Linked DNA regions of Oryctolagus cuniculus: region 1 is linked to region 2. A link is a contact called in public Micro-C data. All regions are on one chromosome and are shown on one strand. The core of a region is the stretch at or near the end of the contact, and the rest is flanking DNA. Distances in the headings are between cores, read along the strand shown.

The links. Hi-C and Micro-C count contacts between places; a contact is called where the count stands out from the background.
Region 1: a Micro-C map of ear pinna shows a contact between it and region 2, with 5 times the contacts expected there. The contact joins the promoter of ZNF184 here to the promoter of ABT1 in region 2. A contact is called at or near these places in 2 of 6 Hi-C or Micro-C datasets (ear pinna and an unstated tissue).

The regions. Positions count from the first base shown.
Region 1 is chr5:169,996,091-169,999,069 of mOryCun1.1, reverse strand. It overlaps ZNF184 (zinc finger protein 184), which reads right to left and starts at 1,413. Exons shown (of 6, transcript XM_051834677.2): 1 at 1,397-1,413; 2 at 478-569. The coding sequence starts at 484.
Region 2 is chr5:153,680,438-153,683,351 of mOryCun1.1, reverse strand. It overlaps ABT1 (activator of basal transcription 1), which reads right to left and starts at 1,525. Exons shown (of 3, transcript XM_002714190.5): 1 at 1,011-1,525; 2 at 50-252. The coding sequence starts at 1,251. It overlaps TRNAY-GUA (transfer RNA tyrosine (anticodon GUA)), which reads right to left; the gene lies at 2,877-2,914.

The DNA.
Region 1 (2,979 bases), core at 164-2,663, about 16 Mb before region 2:
TCTCTCTGCCTGACGAATAACTGTTTTTCATAAAAGCCAAACGACGGCAAGCAGGAAAGTCCTCAAAGAAGCGTTCCACAGCGCAAGGAAGTCGCAGAGAACTCTCAGCGGTTCTGACAGCTGAGTGCCGGACTCTGAGCGGCAGCAACGGTCCCTTCCTTTGGGGAACTGAGAGCTGAGCTCAACGCGGAAGTTACAGGAATAGGCACTGCTGTGCCGCATAAAGAACCAAAGGCAGCCACGGGGCTGTCCGCACGCAAAATGGCGAGTTCAACGCCACACGCGCTGTGGCACAGGCTTGGCCACCTGCCAAGGGCATTTCAGAACTAACGCCCGCACTGACGCGGTGGCTCCCCAGAGTCCTCCCGACCTCCAGGTGGTCACTGCTGAAGTCGTGAGGCTCAGGGACACTCGGGGCGCAGGGGCCGCCCCCCAGCCTCCCCGCGGCGGGACCCGCGCGCCGTCCTCCCCCGCTACCTTCCATCTCCGCTCATCCCGCTCCTCTGCGGCGTCCTCCCAGGCCGAGGGTCAGCCGCCCAGCTCCTCTCGCAGCGCGGAGGCCGGCTGCCCTAGAACACAAGCCGGGCGTCAGGCGGGCGACACGCGAGGCTCCCCGCTCCACAGAAGTGTCCGGGAGAGCCCCAGACAGGCACGTGGGGTGCCCGCCACACAGGACACACAGTTCCGCCTCCAGCGCCAAAAGCGCTCGGTGCGCGCCCTGGACACCGACCCAGGAGCTCGCAGACGGCCGGGGACCCCGCGGGCTCGGACGCCGCTGCACGCACCTGTTGCCGGGCGTGGACGCTTGCAGGTGGGCGGACGGGGCAGGGCGGGGCCGGAACAAAAGAACAAAGCCCTAGGAAGGACCGGTCAGGACCGCCCGCGAGGAGGACGCGAGGGGCCCCTTCCAGGACGCCCCGGCTTCCTCCCGCCGGGGCCACGTCACGCGACGCAACCACGATGACGTCACGCGCCCCGCGGCCCGGCAGTAACCATGGTGATACCTAGCTTTCCCTCCCTCCCGCGTGGTGAAGCACACACTCCGACCCCGGGTCCGGAAGTGCTGGGACCGTCGCCAGACCCGACGAGGGAGATCCGAGCGGCCAGGCTTCCCAGGCGCCAGCCTCTCACGCCCACAAGCCGAAGCTTCAGAGACCACTTCCGGCCGCGCCGACACAGCCCCGCCCCACACGCCGGTGCGCAGGACGCTGGCTCCCGGGATGCTCCGCGGCGACGTCGCGCACGTCATGGCCCGAGCCCGGGGCCAGCCGTGGGAGCCGCTCTGCGCAGGCGTGCCGCCGCTGGGCTCGCAGTTGGTTTTGAGACATGGCCCCTTATACGTACACAGTTCTAACATGCTAACAAGCGTCTCCTGGTACGGCACTTAGTTTCTTACCTGGAGTCTTCTGCCCCTTTTCCTCGTTAAAAATCCTGGTCCTCACGCACTGACTCGCTTTCCTGAGTCTCAGAAGCGAAACCCGGAGGAGGTGTCACCCGGTCTTGTCCTTTCAGCAGTGCACTGGCCGTGCCTACGTCAGTCCGCGCAGGGAGCTGCAGGCAGAGAGTACAACCAGCTGTGACGAGTGTGTGTGTGTGTTTAAGATTCACTGATTTATCTGAGAGGCAGAGTTACAGAGCGGTCTTCCCTCCGAGCGTTCACTCCCCAAATGGCCGCGGCGGCCGAGGCTGGGCTGGTCTGAAGCCAGGAGCCAGGAGCTTCTTCTGGGTCTCCCACAGGGGTGCAGGGGCCCAAGGACCTGGGCCATGCTCTACTGCTTCCCCAGGCTCATTAGCAGGGTTGGAAGTGGAGCAACTGGCACTTGAACAGGCGGAGGCTTAACCCACTGTGCCACAGCGCTGGCCCCAGTTTTTGCGTTCATTTAATAAATACGTGTTAAATGACTGCTTTATTCCAGACATCATGCTAGGTGCTGGGGATATGATTATCAACAGTAAAAAGCCAGGCCTGGCTTTGTGACACAGCAGGTTAAGCTGCCAATTGGGACAACAGCATTCCATATCCTGTTGCCTGAAAGAGACTTTTCTTGGGCTGATGCTGTGGTGTAACTGGTAAAACCGCCGCCTGCAGTGCTGGCATCCCGTATGGGCACCAGTGTGAGACCGAGCATGATTTTATGATTTTACAAATCGTAAGGGAGGAGGGGGTTGGAACTTATGTTCCAATTTTTTTAATTTTTTTTTTTTTTTAGGAGTTAGACCCTCATGCATCTTGCTGAGCTTAATCGCCTTATCAGAAAGACTGGTGATAGCACTCAAACTTTGTGAGAAAGGGTGCCAGTCAGGTTGGCAGATCACTGTCTTCCTAAGAGAAATTTGGGAAGGTGAGACTGAAGACGGCATCATTATGATTTGCTGTCACGCAGGGATGAACTTGAATACTGAGCTGAGGGAATTTACAAGCAAAGTGTGCAATGTGCAGCCTGGTTTTTAATTGGTACTTGTGGGGGTCTCAAGCCCAAAGCTAGCCCCTGACCAGCAGGGGCAGCACAAGCACTCCCCAACAAGGCGAACGGGAAGGGTAAGGTCTACGGTGATGAGCACATCACAACACCCGTGAGTTCTGTCGAAGCAGGAACCGCTTCATTGAGGAAGCGTACAGGCTTATAAAGCTTTCAAAGGACATGCGCAGTAGGGGAGCCAGTCAGCGAAATGGTCACGCAGGCATGGGTGGACCACGCACAGGGGCATCTTAAGCAAAGTATAGGGATCACACACTGTCTACGTGTCCGGAACCAAAGCGGACCTATCCCTGCCGGTGGTCTGATCTTACCTAGCTTAACCCAACAGCCGCAGACACGCCCCTCGAACATCCACCAAGTGCCATATTGTAGTGGAGATTTTAGGCAATGCCCAACAGGTACTTACAGTAAACTGCATGAGGAGAGAGGTAAACTGAGGAAAGAATTGCTAAGCAAAAGGAACCAGCCGTAGATGACTTGGAGAATTTCTGTCATACTT
Region 2 (2,914 bases), core at 276-2,775:
AACTGGGAGACAGACAGGCGGACAGCTTGGCACGTGGGCCAATCCTCACCTTGAGATTCCACAGGTCATAACGGAACGGGCTGCGCTTGCGGGCACCCATGGGCGTGTTGTGCAGACTGGCCGCCACGCGCTTGGCTATGCGCTTGTCCCGAAACTCTACCCAGCCTTCGGTGTAGTCTTTGCTGTACTTCGACCGCTTTTTTCCTCCTGTGGCCGCTGCTGCTGCTTTTTTCTTGCGTCTCACGAACCGATCTGCGTACCAAAGACAGAGCTGAGCTCGGGACTCGGCACCCCAGACGCGCCTCCCACTGGCCGCGCCATTCTCTTAGCTCGCCTACGGGGTACCCCCTCACAGTCTCTGGAAAGAATGAACTGTGAGATACACTCTGCCTCACACACCCTTTCCTTTATCTAGATCAACACTTCCTCAAATGTCACTCCTTAGGTCTGCCCTGCACGCTACCAAAAACTTGTACAGGGGCCGGCACTGTGGCGCAGTGGATTGAACCCCTGGCCTGCAGTGCAGACATCCCATATGGGTGCAGGTTCGAGTCCCGGCTGCTCCACTTCCGATCCAGCTCCCTGGATTCAGGGAACCAGCTCCCTGGATCGTGTGCCTCGGAGGGCAGTGGAGGATGGCCCAAGTCCTTGGGCCCCTACACCCATGTGGGAGACCCGGAGGAAGCGCCTGGCTTCAGATCAGCTCAGCTCCGGCCACTGCAGCCATTTGGGGAGTGAACCAGTAGATGGAAGGCCTCTCTCTGTCTCTCTTTAACTCTTTCAAGTGGCTAAAATAGGAAAGTTCCTGATGTTTTTATTCCAACTGCACTATCGCTCAGCGCATCAGTAGGCACAGAAGTAGGCGCACACGAGATCGGAACCCAAAGGCCGCAAGCCCAGAACTAAGGGGCCAGTAGGCCCGCCCCCCGCCCCGCCCGCTCAGAGATCCCATTCCTACGATGCACCAGGCCAGCGCCTCGAGAGTTCACAGAGCGCGCCCGCGCTCCTACCTTCCGCCTGAAAGAACACGCGTCCGACCTCTCCGTAGGCGCTCAAGAGGTTGCGCACGTGCAAGGGACGGAAGCGCGGCGGGACGTGGCCCAAGTATACAATTCCCGGCACCACCCGCTTCTTCTTGCTGCGGCCCGTTTCTGTGGATTCCTCCTGGTCCTCTTCCTCCTCTAGTTCCTGCTCCGTCCCTTCTGGCGGATCTGGTTCCGTGGCTGCCTTCTCCGACTCCTCCACCTCCATGCTGACAGAGACAGGGAGCACGACAGCCGTAAAGCGCCGTGGCGATTACGCACTCGTCGTGCGACGACGTGCTACGAGGGGCGGGACTGGGGCGGTGACTACGCAATGAGCGACAGCTTGCCGCGAAGGGCAGGGCGAGGAGATGACAACAATGAAAAGACTGAGGGACGGAAGCTGGCCCAAGAGGGCGGATTTGAGGGTGTCAGGTCAGAAGTGAGAGTTGAGCTGGGGGAAGGATGAAAAATCGGGAGAGCGGAAGTGACGCCTCTCCAGAGGTGGGGTGACGGAACCGGAACCGGAAATAACGTTACGAGAACGACGTAACACGCCCGGTTGAACGCCCTGAAGAGGCGCGGGCGAGTGAGGCAGGGCTCCGGGAAGTTCGCGGGGCAGTATTTGCCGAGTTTCTTTGTGCCCTAACGATCGAAATAACATTTTATACAAAGAACCCGGATATGGTGTCGGTGACGGATAACTCATCTTTGTAAACTTCGATTTTCAATGTAAAACTAAGAGTTTTGAAGTCTCACATGACAGTATTGAATGTTTTGAATGTTTGAAAATGTGGTTTAACGTTGCAGATGTTTAGATTTACTTTCGAAATTTTAGACAGTTTAACGACTTTAAATTTGATTTTGTGAATGTCTGAAGTAAGTGTGCGTGCGAATTATTTGAAGAACTTGGCTTGTTCCTTATGTGTGTGTGATAGTCCATGTGTGCGTTTCTGTCACACGTATTCGTCAGGTCACCCAGGCCAGCCCGGTGCGGTTCAGCCCTCCTGTCCCAGGTCCTACCCGGCGGCCCCGGCGCGACCGCGCTTCCCGACACCCAGACCCGGGCAGGGCCCCCGGGGCGCCCCCAGGACGCGCCCTGACGACGCGTGCTCGGTGGGAGCAGAGTGACGCCCAAAGGCGCCTTTCAGTTTTTCGTCAATGCGCGACGCCCTTGATGGGGGCCCCAACACTAGTTTTGCATCCCGACTTGAGCCCAGAGGGACAGAGCGGGGGCAAACACGTCCCCACTTAAAAGGCCCCAGCTCCCTTCCAGAGATCCTGTGCATTTCTCGCTTCGCCGCCTGCACGTGCGTTCATTTTAAGGGAGGCAGCTCTTCCCCCGTCCTGTGTGTGTGTGTGCGGGGGTGTTGGTGGCAGTGCGTGGATGCGGTTCCCTCCTCATCCTTTAACACTGCCCTGAGAACAGCGCTGGGCGCCAGATCGCTTCCTGGCTGTGCAGAAAGATCCCGGGCGGGGCGGGCGCGTGCCGGGAGCAGACGGTGCCTTTAAAAAAAAACTCCGAATGCACGCAGGCGCTAGGTGATGAGAGGCGCAGCGCTGCTTAAAGTCTCTTCAGTACTCACCAGGATAGCACAGAGCCCCAAAGGCCAGCCCTAAACCTCTGGTGAAAATTGGGAGCGAACTCCCTTTGCGCTTCGCGTAGCACACGCGTCTTCGCAGCTGAACCCGGTGGGCCGGGGGCTCCGGGTATACTCGGGGAGCGGGAGAGGCGTGCCGTGTTTCTGTGGGGCATATTTTATACACGTAAATAATAAAGGTCTGCGAGTTTGAGCGATAAGCATCCAAGCATCCTCGTTACTGCTGCTCTGTCTTTGTGGTTCAAAACTGTTGTCCTTCGAGCCGGATTCGAACCAGCGACCTAAGGATGG